Linked DNA regions of Ovis aries: region 2 is linked to region 1. Evidence: chromatin contacts called from public Hi-C data. All regions are on one chromosome and are shown on one strand. Each heading gives the region's core, a stretch centred on a gene start, on an enhancer-like site or on the middle of the called end of the contact. The rest is flanking DNA. Distances are from core to core; before and after follow the strand shown. Region 1 overlaps UBR4 (ubiquitin protein ligase E3 component n-recognin 4). Region 2 holds the start of ALDH4A1 (aldehyde dehydrogenase 4 family member A1).

Region 1 (7,751 bases), core at 2,217-4,716:
CTGGCAAGAAGGTCAGGACCTCAGCTTTCTCGGCGCCACCAGACTCGCTTTACCGCCCGGGAGCAGAGCAGCAGGTGGCCAGTTTGCTGCCCTGAGGCCTCAGGGGTGCCCTTTTCCTCTCCAGCTCGAGTTGACTTCCTCGCTCCCCAGCCTGCTGACTGGCAGGCAGCCGGGGCTCAAGGCCCGTAAGTCCCGGGGTGACACAGGCTCCGTGGGGCTTTCTGGTCAGTTTTGAAAAACAAGCGACTTACCAGGAAGGGAGGTGAATGCAGCAAAAAGGAAAGGACGCTCCGTGTTGCCTTTCTGCCCCTCTGTCCGCACAGCACCCACCTTATTTTGGTCACTCCCCACAGCCCTCATCTCACCGGGGCAGTGCCCCGCCGAGTGCTGACCAAGTGACTGCAGGGCTGACTGTCCCATGCTAGTGAGCGCAGCCCCTCGTAGGCATATAGCCCCGGGGTTCCCTCTGCTCTGCTTCCCCTCCTTCCAGAGCCTGCCGTGGAGCTTCTCACCTCTCTTCCTCTTTCCTTGTCCTTGCAGCCCACTAAGGTCCTGGGCATTTACACCTTCACCAAGCGGGTGGCCTTGGAAGAGATGGAGAACAAGCCCCGGAAGCAGCAGGGCTACAGCACCGTGTCCCACTTCAACATCGTGCATTACGATTGCCACCTGGCGGCCGTCAGGTGGGCCTGCTCCCTGGGGGGCAGCCCCCACAGGCCCCCCCACGTGTACTTCTTCCCAGACCTGGGGCCTTCACGCAGCAGGCAGCTTGCGGGAGGCCCCGGCCTGGGAGGGGCTGGGGCTGCCAGCCCTGAAGTTTTAATTCTGTTCCTTAGGCTTTGGGAAGTAGGGTGTCCCGCCTTTAGCCTTATAGGCCCCAGAACCATTCCTGGGAAAATGCACTTGACTTTTGGCCCAGGGCTGGTGAGAGCAGGCTTGCCTACCGGAGGCTGTGGGGCCGGCATTCACCATCTTGTGGTCACAAGTGGCTGCTCCTTTGTAGAGTCGGTAGTCACTTGTCCCTGTTCTCCTCCCAATCCAGGCTGGCTCGAGGCCGGGAAGAGTGGGAAAGCGCCGCCCTGCAGAACGCCAACACCAAGTGCAACGGGCTCCTTCCAGTCTGGGGGCCCCACGTCCCCGAGTCAGCTTTTGCCACCTGCCTGGCGAGGTGAGTGTGGAGCATGGGGCGTGGTCGGAAAGAGGAGGTCGGGACCTCCCTGGTGGTCCAGTGGTTAGGGTCTGTGCTTTCACTGCCAAGGGCACAGGTTCAGTCCCTGGTTGGGGTACAGAGATCCCACACGCTGTGTGGTGTGGCCAAAAAAAGGTGGAGGGGGTTTCCCAGGAGATGGAGAAAGATCAGCCATCAGCTCAGCCCTGTCATCGGAGACCCACGTCCATCCTCACTTGCTCACGGGAGCTGCCTGGAGCAGGGGTGACTCTGCTGGGAGGACCCTGCATCCTCAGCGCTTGGGCCCCGGGAGGAATCTCTGGTTTTCTGCTGCCTGCCCTTCTTTCCTGATCTTAGGACTCAAGACACAGGATCCCTGACTTGATCCTCGAGGCCAGAATTTCCCAGAGTTGACTTCCGTTCCTCTGAGGTTTAAATAATGAAAATAGCTTAACAGCTCGGGCAACATTGGTCTCCTTTCAAAGCTGCTCTTGTCCTAAAATCCAGAGTGGAGCAGCAGAGCCCTCTTTGAGGTCCTCGTCCCTTAAACAGGTGCCTAGGACAGTGGTGCGCGTCCTGAGTCCTGTTGTTGAGCTCAGGGACCAGGCACTCGGCAGTGATGATGATGCAGGTCCCACTGGGCCACATTGAGCTGCTGTCCGTGTGTCAGAAACCCAGGCCCAGAGCTGGTCGGGCAGAGCCCAGGGAGGTGGTGAGGTGCATTAATGCAGAGAAGCCTTTTTTCTTCTTCACGGAGGTTCTTCATGGATGATCCTTATGGATAGGTCACCTTGGCAGAGTGGATAAGCCGTACTTTTCTTCTTCCGAAATGTACTTCCAGTTGTGGGCACAGTACGTTCTGTGACGTTAGTCTATCAAGGAGTGGGTCCCCAGACCAGTGCGTTCTCATCACAGCTTGGAGAACGTCTCATTTAGTGAGAGCAGAAATGAAAGGGCGCCGTGCTCGTGCCCCAGCCCTGCCCCGTTCTCTACTCTCCCTGTCGTTCCCTGTCCGTCGCGTAACCTTTGCACCCATCCGGCCAGCGGGGGCTCTGCCTTCCCAGCGGGTCTTCGCCGTGAAGCTGGCTTCCACTTCGCCCTCTGTCCCCTTCTCCCAGGCACAACACTTACCTCCAGGAGTGCACGGGCCAGCGGGAGCCCACGTACCAGCTCAACATCCATGACATCAAGCTGCTCTTCTTGCGCTTTGCCATGGAGCAGTCCTTCAGCGCGGACACGGGCGGGGGCGGCCGGGAGAGCAACATCCACCTGATCCCGTACATCGTGCACACCGTGCTCTACGTGCTGAACACGTGCGTACCCGGCCCGGGCCCTGGTGCGCCGGAGTCTGTTCCAGAACTAGCGCTGGACCCCAGGCAGCTTTATTGAAGTAGGAACGTTTGCCTCTTTGGAGTCACTCAGGAGGAAGTGGTAGACACAGCTTTCTCCAGAGCAGTCTCAAATCCCGCCGAGGGCCGCATCCTAGGATTGGCCTTGGGCCAGAGCGGGAGCAGGGAGCGGGAGAGGCCAGACTGTCAAAGCTTCTGCTTCAGCATAGCCCCAGCTTGCAAGACTGTTCCCTTGGGTGGGGGGCCCTGGGTCAGGGCCAGAGCAGACAGGCTGTTCCCGGTGAGGTGTCGCGGCTGGAGGGCAGGACCATGGGCTGGTATCCGTAAGTGCAGACTGGACTTGCTGCCCGTTTCCAGTGAGTGAGGCTCTGGCGACTGTGCGGGGAGAGGGCTTGTTTATCTGGGGAGGTCGGCTGAGGAGAAAGGTAGCCCAGGAAGTAACCCAGGTGCCCTCCCCCGTGTGTATACTGGGAGCGGTTAGGTATCCCTGGGAGGGCAGAGAGTGGTCAGTCGTTCTGTCTTGCTTTCAGAAGCCAGCTGAGAGATGGAATGTGCTCAGCTCCTCGATTAGATTGACATGGTTTCACGCCTTTGGGCCCCGTCTTCTAGTGAGAGTCTCCCGTCCATGGGGCAGGTGCTGACAGGTGGGGAGGCTGAGTCCAGCCCACCCGCGGCAGCTGCACTCAGTTTAGGCAGCAGAGCCATTGTGCTCTCGCCCTTCCTGGCCTCCAGCAGAGTGAGCTTCTCCTTCCCTCCCGTTTCCCCGTGAGGTAGAAGGCTGCTCTGGAGACGGCAGTCTTCATTGTTAGAGAGGCGCTGGCGGCTCTCCACCCATCATGACCTCAGCCGCTCAGCTGTTTAGACCGAGGAACCAGCCTGTGTTGTTGACAGCCTGAGCGTTCCCACCGCCCTCGTGGTGCCTCGGGCCCGAGCAGTGCTCCCTGCCCCGGCCGTGGGCCTCTGAGGGGCCCTTGTCTCTTCTTGGCAGCCATGAGGTGGCAGGGGCTGCCCCGTTCTCTGGGGAGGCCGCGTGCTTTGCCTGGTGGAACAGAGCCCGTGGCCTCAGGCGTCTCTGCATGTCCCACGCCAGATGCACGTAACTCATGCTCCGGCCCCTTAGCTGGGGACAGGGTGCCCTGTGTCCCGTTGTCTCGGTTACTGAGGGCTGAGCTGGCAGCCACACGGAGAGGTCTTCCTTCCTTCCTTCACCGGCTCACGGCGTGTGAGCTTGGTCGGGGGGCTGGTTGGACAGGGTTCACCACCTTTGTATATGAAGGCGAGCGTGTCGCACGCACCATGAGCCGGTGGAGTTGAGCGGGCCCTGCAGTGGCACGAAGCTTCTGGTTCCCGATTCTGAGTCTGGTGGCCCCACCTGTCCCACCACGTTCCATCCGTGGAGCGGAAGAGGGCGTGCTGTCCCCGCCCCCCGCCCCGTGCAGTGTCCGCCAGTACCATCTGCAGACCTGGTGGCCTTGCATGCGTGCCCACTAGCGTGGTGGTTCTGTTTCCCTCCACAAAGTTAGGCCAGGGTGGCAAGCACTCCGGGTGTGAGAGCTCCATCCCGCTCGAAAGGGGAGAGTGGCCTCCCAGGGCCCACCAGTGGGTTGCAGAAGCTTCCTGGCCGAGAGAGTGGGGATCCACGCTGGGGAGGCCGGGCCAGGCGGCCTGGTCAGAGACCGGTCCCTCCCTTAACACGAGGTGGTAGCTGTCCCCCGGTTGTCGCGAGGATCAGACGCGATAATCTCAGCACGCACCTGGTGGTGAGGTTGATGATCACCATTGCTACTGCAGTTCAGACAGGCACCGGAGCGAGAGGCAGGGCTCGCTGGAAGAATCTAGTCTAACGAAGGAGACGGGGCAGGAGAGCCTTAAGAGAGCGAACCAGAGCAGCCTAGGAGAGACGCCGGGGGCAAATGCCGATTGCACAGTTAGCTGTGCTGAGACTCGTGGGGTCGGGGGCTGTGGGCTGTGAGCTCAGTCAGAGACTCCAAACCAGTGACTTGAGTCACGTCACCTCACCCCCCAGGCCTTCAGATACCCTGGTAAAGAGGTGCTGGCTGTCACCTTCCAGGGTCATCAGAACACTGAGATGGTAGAGGGTTTGTGAAGGTGCTGGTCACATGCATATTGGAGTTGTGTGGAGCTGGACTGGAGGTGGGGGCAAGGAGGATGCTGCTGTGCAGGACTTGAGGGGCGGGCTGCTCTGCTTGGAGAGGGGTGGGAGGGGCCGCCCGTTCAGGAAGCTTCCCAGCGGGACGCCGAGCGCACCACCCTCGCCCCTCCTGCGGCTCGGGCCTGCGTCTGCCCCGCTCTCAGGGTGTCCCTTTTCTTCCAGAACCCGAGCAACGTCCCGAGAGGAGAAGAACCTCCAGGGCTTTCTGGAGCAGCCCAAGGAGAAGTGGGTGGAGAGTGCCTTCGAAGTGGACGGGCCCCACTATTTCACCGTCCTGGCCCTGCACGTCCTGCCCCCAGAAAAGTGGCGAGCTGTCCGTGTGGAAATCCTGCGGAGGCTGCTGGTGACCTCTCAGGCCCGGGCAGTGTCTCCAGGTGGAGCCACCAGGTCGGTACTCGCTTTGGGAAGCATCTGCTTGGGAGATTGTTGCCTGGGCTCTGAAACCCATTCTGGAGGAATGTCAGGTGCTGAGAGGAGGCAGCTCGTTAGCCTTTGGTTGACCCTGACCCCTGTCAGACTGTCTCACCGAGAGTCTCGGCCTGATGGCAGGCAGGTGCTGGCTGCCTCTGGGGCAGGTGTTCAGCCTCTAGAAGTGGAGCTGGGCTCACCTCTGGGAAATTCCTCAGGGAGGAAGCCAGCCAGGCACCACGTGAAGCCTCTCAGGAGAAGAGTTCGGGCCGGCGGGCGGCTGGGACAGGCAGCCTGGTTTTCTGCAGCTTGCCATTCCTGGCTTGAACTAGCCAAGCCTCAGGGCCGCGTTCGGGGAGCTTCTTTTCTGACATTGAGAACGCGCCATCTCTCTCCTTGCTCACAGTCCTCTCCCATCTGCCCCGCCCTGCCCACGAGCCTGTCCTCTGTCTCTGCTACTGGACACCTCTCGAAGAAGGGGGGCATTTCAGGAAGGAAGCGGTCTTCATTTTCCTGACCCTGTGCTGTGATTTGGGTCATCAGGGAGGTGTCTTGAGGGAAACAGCTGCAAATGCTAACAGGGATTGTTGGGCCTGCATGGATTGCCGCACACCAAGGGGGCCCCGTGACACGGCGCTCGGCCCGGGGTGGCCCCAGCCATCTGCACACTCAGGCTGCAGAGCAGGGTGTGGGTTGGTGGCTTGCTTCTGCCCCTTGAAGGAAACCTGCTTCGCTTTGGGGAGTATCTAGGCTTCAGGGGGACATTTCCAACAGGGCACAGAGGAGGAGCTTTTAGGCCCCAGTGGCGACACACCGAGTAGAAACAGCCATGGGCCTGAGTTTGCGTACCTGGTGTCTCCACCTCCGTCAGGTCCGATTCATCACATCGCTAGCTGTGGGCACCTCAGGGCCCAGAGGGCACCTTGGAGCTCTGCTGGTGGATCCAGCCTGCCCCGGCCTCTGTCAGAGTCCTGCCCAGCCCCTGCACCCATTCCAGACCAGGCACTTCCCAGGGTTTCCCAAGAGCCCGAAGCATTAATAGCTAGCTCGCTTTGTTGTTGTTCAAGGGTCACTCAGGAATCCTAGCCCGTAGTTTGCTCCTAGGAATCAGAAAGTTAGATGTGGGAGGTACTGAGTTGTGGATAAGCAGGCTCGGCCTGCGTCCATAGCGCAGAGTGGCCGTTCACTGGGCACAGGCCCTCGGTGACAGGTGTGAAATTCAAGCCCATAGGAGCTGTGCAGCTTTCACTTAGGAGACTAGAGTTCATTACGTCCCAGGCAGTTAAGGAAAAGCCGATTTGGTCACAGCTTAATTAGGAAATCCAGTGTGAGCTGGCTCATGAGTTGCCATTTTCTCTGTAGCAGTTTAGTCACCTTCACTAATGAGCCTTAAATAATTAAGTCAGGCAGGGCCACCCCGGATTCCTGCCACCGAAGCAGAAGAGCAGCACAGGCAGGGCATGGGGGCGTGAGCGGGGTGGCGGGGCCGCAGGACTCCCCCAAGAGGGCTCGAGGGCCCCTGGAGGGCGGGGCAGTGCTGCCCAGTGGCTTCATGCTGAGTCCATTGTGGAGGGAGGCGGCAGATACACAGAATCTGGGAATTTGCATGAAGCTGCTTTCTCCTGAGGGTTTCACATTCAGGAAAGAGAGTCTTCTGCGAGTGTTTAAGCCTGGGACGCTCCTAGACGTCCGTCAGAGCCTCCCCTGTTGCCGTCTGCCAGCACGCAGACCTGTGGGGAGAGAGCTCTTGCCCTGCCTCCAGGCCCACCCCGCAGCAGGCCTCCCTTTAGACCCGGCGTGTGCAGGCCCTGTGGGAGGGGAGGAGGTGGGCGCTCTGGAGACGCTGAGGGTGGCGGGGGTACAGGTAGCGTGCTTTAGCAAGCAGAGCCGTCTGCCACGGCTCTTTTACTCTGGTTAACAGGTGAAGCATTTCCTGAGTGTAGGTGTGGCTGGCCGTCCTGTGCCGGTTAGTCCCTGCTCGCGAGGCCCGCATGGACGGTGTGCGTTCAGCCTCTTAAATGAGTAACGCCTGTGCTTGCTGTATGAGCCTAGCATGTATAAACACCTGCACGCACACACATTCTAGTACTAAGTCTGGTCCCTTTGGCTGCAGGCTCTGTTTCAAGGGGTAGAATCCCCATGACAAGGGTTTCTCTGAGGGTTTCTCTAGCCTTTCCAGACAACACCTACCCTAGATCTTGGGTCGTAGACACTGAACCCTGGCACCGGCACCTCACCCCCTGTGCAGAGAGGACTGGCCTTCCTGGGCTTCACGGTGGCTGTGCCTTCTGGAACCATCCTGAGGCCCAGAGCGTCTGCCGAGGAGGTGGTGACAGTGCTGCTACAGCAGCCCCGGGCCTTCCTGGCTGGCCTCTGAGCCTGAACTGAATCACTGGATTGGGCGACAGTGATGCAGCTCGGGAGCCCAGGGGCGTGGCGAGCAGCTCGGGAGCACGCCGGGATTTAGGAGGTGTCGGGTGTCTGCAGCTCCCTTCCCAGGCCTCACTGTTGCTCAAAACCAGCTTTCCCCCAGCTTCTGTTTTTCAACACGGCACGTGGCTGATAAGTTACTGTGTGTGGCTAGTTGAGGTAAAATTCTCCTGGTGGGAACGTAAGGACTGAAGCGGAGCCTTTGTTTCTTCCCTCACTTGCT
Region 2 (7,088 bases), core at 654-3,153, 170 kb after region 1:
GACTCCTTCGTGGACATTTTCACATCTACCTTATTTTTAGCCCCATCCGGGGAGACTTTATATCCTGAAGTCCCATCCCACCCCACTGTTGCTGTTTGTCTGCCAGCTGGGTTTAGCGTCAAGGGGAAGGGGGGGTTTATACTCATTGAAAGACTACTGACCCTACCGGAAACCAACCTGTTTACTGTATTGTTGTAAATATCATGCCCTTTATATCCTGTATATTGGCTTCTTTTAAATAAAGTGAAATGTCTTAGAATTGATGCTTTTTTTCTTTTTAAATTAAGGATAAAGTGATGGGAGAGGGGCAAGAGGACACAGGCCACATAAACACTAAAAGTCATTGGCCGATTAGTGATCAAATAGGGAAATTTTACATCACCTCACATCTCACAATAAAATCTTTCGAAGCAGTTAAAGCAGGAATTATACATATTTCATAGAAGGGGAAGAGAGCCAGAGAGATCACAGCCTGAAGAGCTAGCATAGCCTGGTTTGGAACTGGGAGCCTATTAATCATATTGCCCTCTGAATCTGCAAATTTTCCATTCTTTGGTGGAGCAAGCTAACTGTCTTGTGCCATCTTAATTAAGTGACTAGTATCCGTGGATTTTGGTATCTGCAGGGGCTCTGGGAACCCGTCTCCCACCAGAGGAGGACTGAAGTTTCCTTCCCCACTCCCCACTCTTTTGTTTAAATTCTCCGAGGTGCCTTAAAGAGTGTGGCCTCCCAGATAAAGAGGAGTGATAATGAAATAAGGAGGAAGTTCTAAGGCGGGTATTATTACCCCCACTTTACAGACACAGAACTGAGGCCCAGGAAAGTTACATATCTTGTCAACGTCACAGGGAGAAACCACGATCAGCATCGGAACTCTGAACTCCTAAGCAGGTTCTCGGTACACACCGCTGGAGAAAATACTAACAGATACATTAGAAGAGAGCGTTGGGAAAGTTGTTAACAGTACTTAAGGAATAGAACGGGCCCCTAAGATTCCATCCTCAGAACTTCAGAATCAGTTGTCAATAAGGTTCACGTGTTCGTGCAAACAACGTCCCGGAGAGAACATTCAAATTTTGGTCCGGGGCGCCAAAATAAAGCAGAGGAATAAAACGGATTCCGCGTCCAGAGCTTTTGAAGGGAAGTCCGAGCGCAGATTGGTTCGGGTTTTATCTTACATTGACCGTAATCTGCAAGGAAGTAGACAGATTCGTCCCAGCGCTATGCCTTAGGCAACTAGGTGGCTCCGCTCCAGGTCGGGAGTGGAGGGTGGCTGCGTCCCTACCAGGAGGCTAGAGCCAGGCTGCAGCCCCCGAGGTGAGGAAGGGGGCCGGCCACGAGGCCCTCTGCAGGGTGTAAGAGTCTGGCAGCCCCCGGCCAAGGGCAGCGAGAGCCTCCGGGTAGGGCCTCCAGCGACACCTGACCAGCAGACCCCAATCCTTCCGCCCCGCCTCACACGTGCCCCATCCCCGCTCTCTCATTGGCTGCTTCTGCCCCTCTAATCCCGGCCTAAGCAGGTTGCAACTTGACCGCCCCTCTGATTGGTCCGGGGAGCTCTCATGGCTCACTCTGATTGGTGGATGGAGCTCACGCCCTTCTGCCCCCGGCCCCCGTCGGAGGGCGACCGGGTCATACCATACAGGAAGAAAGCGGGAAACGCGTACCCTTCGGGGCTTCGCTCTTGGGCTGCTTTGCCCTGCGTCATGTGATAGCGTTCTTCGTCAGGCCCTCGGGGGAGAATTCTTCTATTAGCAGGAGGCAAACACAGAGGCGTTTAGGCTGGGCCTGACTTGGAGGGCGGCCGAGGCGGCAGTCACCCCCCCCAGCCCACCGAGGTGGTGCGCTCCAGGCGGGGCGGTGCCGTCCAGTGGCTCCAAGCGGGGCCGGTCCAGCGAGCGGCCGCGCGGGGATCCCGGGATGCTGCTGCGTTCGGCCGCGCTCTGCCGCGGCCTGCTGGCCCGCCGGGGCAGGGCGGCCGGGTGAGTGAGCGCCGGGCAGGCCAAGGGGCGCCTGCTGGCCCCGGGGCCCCAGGAGTCGCTGGGCGCCCCCCCCACGCCGCGCCCCTGTCCCCTAACTGGGCTCCCTCCGCGCCGGACCCCCGAACCGGGCTCCACTCCCGCCCCCGCACCGGGCTCGACTCCCGTCCCCGAACCGGGCTCCCTCCGCGCCGGACCCCCGAACCGGGCTCCACTCCCGCCCCCGCACCGGGCTCGACTCCCGTCCCCGAACTGGGCTCCCTCCGCGCCGGACCCCCGAACCGGGCTCCATCCCCGCCCCCGAACCGGGCTCCTTCCGGGCCAGACCCCCGAACCGGGCTCCACCCTCGCCCCCGAACCGGGCTCTCTCCGGGCCAGACCCCCTCCGGGTTTCCCAGAGGCTTCTCTCCACCAGGGGTCGCTTCCTCTGATGCCGCCCGACATCCACCTCCTGCGATGCGTCCATCTCCCAAAGGTCTTTTAGCTAAGGGGTCCTGCCCACCGGCGGGTGAGGTGGGTTGGTTCGGTGCCCTCTTGGATCCCCACGGTGAGAAAGGAGCCGCTTGATCACCTCGTCTTTCTCCGGATGGATAAAGACATTTGCCTGCCGCCTAAGTACAGCCTTCTCCTCTGAGGGCACCTCTATTATTTTTTTTTTTAAAGCACGTTTCGTTTCTCTCCCCACCCTTGGTTTCACGTTCAGGACCCTCCCTGGGGTTCCCTCTCTCCTCTGGACTGGCATTTCTGCTTCTCTCTTTTCTCCTTCCCCTTTTTTCAAGTTAAGTGTTGGTCGGAGAAGGCAATGGCACCCCACTCCCGTACTCTTGCCTGGAAAATCCCGTGGACGGAGGAGCCTTGTAGGCTGCAGTCCATGGGGTCGCTAGGAGCCGGGACATGACTGAACGACTTCACTTTCACTTTTCACTTTCATGCCCTGGAGAAGGAAATGGCAACCCACTCCAGTGTTCTTGCCTGGAGAATCCCAGGGACAGGGGAGCCTGGTGGGCTGCTGGCTATGGGGTCTCACAGAGTCCGACACGACCGAAGAGACTTAGCAGCAGCAGCAGCAGGAGTTGGTCAGAAAAATTGACTCCTTTCTTCTGATAGGTGGAATAATATTTGTGAAGTACATATAACATGCCAAACCTGTGTTGCACACTTGGCCTACGTGCCTTATTGTGACCATTCGTAAGTTACGACACATGAAGTGCTTTGAAGAGTGCCTGGTGCGGAGGCAGTGCCTGATGCTATTAATCATGATTGTCATTATCGCCCGTTTTTAAACTTCACTGGTGGGTAGCTGCTTTCAGATGAAGAAGCTGAGGTGTAGCGGTCCAAGTGGAGCTGCCCTGCAAACCCAGATTTGCAGACCCCTCCAGTGTGGAGTGGGATTCCTGGACCTTTGCCCTGTCAGTGACAGATGTCCTCAGACCCCTCTTCTGCACCCCGTGGGCTTGGTGGAAGAGGCAGGTAGGACACAGATCCTGCCCCAGAGGGGCTCACAGTTGGGTGAGGCTGCACTCCTGTGGACCCATGTGTCTGTCCACCTCCCTTTCAGAGCTGGGCAGCTCTGGCCCCAGTTTGAGTTTTGTTTGCCTAACCCCTAGGACTGATCAGTTGCATCTCCCCTGCTAAGCTGTGCCTCTCTCGAGTTAATCAGTGTCCCAAGGAATGGTACAGGGTGCCCTGGGTGCGGATGCGTTTCAGTGCAGCTGTGTGTGCTCTGTGGGGGCAGGTGGTGGGATACGGAAGAGGACAAGGAGGAGGACTCTTTTCTCCAAACTGAGGTTGGGGGCCCTGCTCACTGCATCCTCAGTGTGTTCTCATTTGCAGGCCTTTCCCTGCATTCTGAGACCACGCCTCTCAGACCCTGATGGAAGCCACATAGGTCCACGTGTTTACTGAGTATCTGCCCTGTGTACGTGGTGTGCTAAATGCTGTAGGGAGGGGTATTGCAACCTGCAAGAGTTTTCAGTTTAATGGAAGAAAGCCTTAGACATAAAAAACAAACCAAAAAGCCCTCTAATGTCTGGTATAAAAACACCTCTATTCTGGGGGAGGTGGGGGCTGGGGCGGGGTGGGCGGGTTGGACGGAAAGCTCATAACAGCAGTAGTTATCAAGCAATCAAGTACCAGGCCTGGCCCTGTGCAGATAAGCCCTGTATTATTACCGTTTTACCAATGGGAAACTTATCTGCCTGTTAAAAATGTTGAGACTAAGGGCTACCCTAGTGGCTCAGCAGTTAAAGAATCTGCCTGCCAAAACAGGAGATTCGGGTTTGATCCCCAGGTGGGGAAGATCCCCTGGAGGAGGAAATGGCCACCCACTGTAGTATTCTTGCCTGGGAAATCCCAGGGACAGAAGGGCCTGGTGGGCTTACAGTCCATGGGCGTCGCAGAGTTGGACATGACAGCGACTAAACAACAGCAATAGAATTACCCTCTGTCTGACTCCAGGCTCATGCCTCCTGAGTGGAGAAAAAGCATTTTGTAACCAGATCTGCTGGCTCAGGTTACCTCTTTTGGATATAGCAGCTGGCTTGATGCCCCAAGACAGGGTTTCCCAACCTCAGCAGTATTAACGTTTGAGTCTGATAATCCTTTGTTGTGGGGGCTGCCTGTGTATTGTAGAATGTTTAGCAGAATCCCTGGCGTCTACTCCCTAGATGGCATAACATCCCTCAGTCATGACAACAAGAGGTCTCCAGGCATTGCCAAATGTCACCTCAGGGGCACAGGCGCTCCTGGTTGAGAACCGTGGTTCTAGAATAGTTTCGGTGTTTGGCCACTTGTTTAATTATTTGACAGAAAGGAAATGGCAGTCCACTCCAGGACTATTGCCTGGAAAATCCCATGGACAGAGGAGCCTGGTAGGCTGCATTCCATGGGGTTGCAAAGAGTCGGACACGACTGAGCGACTTCAGTTTCTTTCTTAGCTTATACCTGTGGCGTGCCATGTCTGCGTTTATGGGGAAGCAGTTTTAGCACATTTATAGTGGTAACTCTCGGTGCCTACACATGAAATTCTAGTGCTGACAGAGACCATCTCTTGGGAGCCTGGGATGGGTGAGGTTCTGCAGTGCTTCCCTTTCTGCCTGGAGCGCCAGGAATCTCAACCAACTTTTAAACATACTTCTTTTTTTTGGAAGTGATTTGTTCAGTCGCCTAGTTATGTCCGACTCTTTGCAACCCCATGGACTGCAGCATGCCAGGCTTCCCTGTCCTTTGCTATCTCCTGGACGTCAAACTCTCACGTCCATTGAGTCGGTGATGCCATCCAACCGTCTCATCCTCTGTCGCCCCCTTCTCCTCCTGCCTTCAGTCTCTCCCAGCATCAGGGTCTTTTCCAATGTGTCAGCTCCTCGCATCAGGCAGCCAAAGTATTGGAGCCTCAGCTTCAGCATCAGTCCTTCCAGTGAATATTCAGGACTGATTTCCTTTACGACTGACTGGTTTGACCTCCTTGCTGTCCAAGGGGCTTTTGAAGTGGTGGTCAGTTATTCTTGATATTTTACAGTATTTGTTTATTTATTGGGCTGTGTTGGGTCTCAGCTCCGTCACGCAGGATCTTTCACTGCCGCACAGGGACTCTCTAGCTGCGGTGTGCTAGCTTAGTTGCTCTGTGGCGTGTGGGGTCTTAGTTCCCTGACCAGGCATTGAACCTTTGACCCCTAGACTGCAAGGCAGATTCTTAACCACTGGACCACCAGGGAAGTCCCTAAATGCACTCTTGACTGTGCATTTTCTTTGTATTTAATTAGTATGAGTCCACTGTACAAAGTACAGATAAAGCAAAAAAAAAAAAAAGGTGACGGAGGTCACTCGGCAGCTTGCCACACAGAGGTGACCACGCTGTCACTTTGACGACTAGCCTTTTCACGGCCCAGGAATATATATGCTTTAGAAAAACAGCATAAAAATGGGCTCCTCTGCAGATGCTTTTTTGTAGCTTGCTTTTTCAGTTGCGACTGACCTCCCTTATTATATGTCCCCAGGCCCTAGAACTGTGACTGGCACCTGGTCAGCCCTCAGCAAACATTTGGTGAATGAAAGAATGATCATGTGATTCCTCCCTGTCAACAGAAATTTATCATAACCAGTCTGGGAGAGGATCGCAGTGAGCAGCTGGCTTTTGCGGAGGGGCCAGGGATGGTCACTCAGGGCTGCCGTTTGCCTTTTATGGGGGTGATTTCACTTAGCTCCTCAGCAGCCTGTGCTGTAGGGGATTTCACTTAGCTCCTCAGCAGCCTGTGCTGTAGGGGATTTCACTTAGCTCCTCAGCAGCCTGTGCTGTAGGTGTCACGCGTCGTCACTCAGTCGTGTCCACCTCGCTGTGGCCCTGTGGGCTGCAGCCCGCCAGGCTCCTCTGCCTGTGGGGATTCTCCAGGCAAGAATGCTGGAGTGGGTTGCCGTGCCCCCCGCCAGGGGATTTTCCCAACCCAGGGATCAAACCCAGGTCTCCCGAATTGGCAGGCAGGTTCTTTACTGACTGAGCCACCGGGAAAGCCCCATGAATTACGTGTTACTGTCCCCATTTCACAGACTGGACAACTGAGGCCTGTAGCAGTTAAGGAAATCTTGTCCAAGGTCTTGAGCTAGTAAACACCAGAGCTCCCAACTGACTGCCTTTCTCTCTGCCTTTTCTCTCTTTCATTAATTTTGTCTTGGGCATCCTCTGCAAAATCTTTGTTGTTGTTGTTTTTCCCTAAATCTTTTGCTTCTGGTTTTGGCTGTGCTGGGTCTTTGTTGTGGTGCTCTGGCTTTTTCTAGTTGTGGTACCCAGGCTTAGTTGCCCTCTGCCATGTGGGATCTTAGTTCCCTGACCAGGGATGGAACCCACGTCCGCTGAGTTAGAAGGCGAGTTCTTAACCACTGGACCACTAGGGAAGTCTCTGCAAATTCTCTTTGGAAACAGCCAAGATACATATTTATACTTGTATATACATTTGATAAATAAAAGAATTAAACTGGGCACCTAGGAAACTTAGAGTGTTAATATTTGTCCCTTATATACTCTTGTATCAGACCTCACTGGGTGCCAGGGTCCAGAGGTGACTCCAGCCCGGCCCTCCGACATTAGGGGGCTTGTGGGCTGGAGTTCACCTGCAGAAA

The links. Hi-C and Micro-C count contacts between places; a contact is called where the count stands out from the background.
Region 2: a contact with region 1 is called in a Hi-C map of liver, with 3 times the contacts expected there. The contact joins the promoter of ALDH4A1 here to the enhancer-like site in region 1. A contact is called at or near these places in 8 of 16 Hi-C or Micro-C datasets (blood, liver, mesenteric adipose tissue and 4 more).

What each region holds. Positions count from the first base shown.
Region 1 is chr2:247,261,500-247,269,250 of ARS-UI_Ramb_v3.0, forward strand. It overlaps UBR4 (ubiquitin protein ligase E3 component n-recognin 4), which reads left to right. Exons shown (of 107, transcript XM_042244752.2): 101 at 541-683; 102 at 1,043-1,168; 103 at 2,287-2,481; 104 at 4,853-5,077. Among named protein-coding and RNA genes, the nearest start is that of IFFO2, 120 kb to the right of the region's middle. Within about 2 kb of position 3,467, at least 9 of the 54 cell types and tissues checked have an H3K27ac peak or open chromatin away from gene starts, as enhancers often do.
Region 2 is chr2:247,436,753-247,443,840 of ARS-UI_Ramb_v3.0, forward strand. ALDH4A1 (aldehyde dehydrogenase 4 family member A1) reads left to right here and starts at 1,904. Exons shown (of 15, transcript XM_027965642.3): 1 at 1,904-1,979. The coding sequence starts at 1,918. IFFO2 (intermediate filament family orphan 2) reads left to right here. Exons shown (of 8, transcript XM_060411510.1): 8 at 1-259.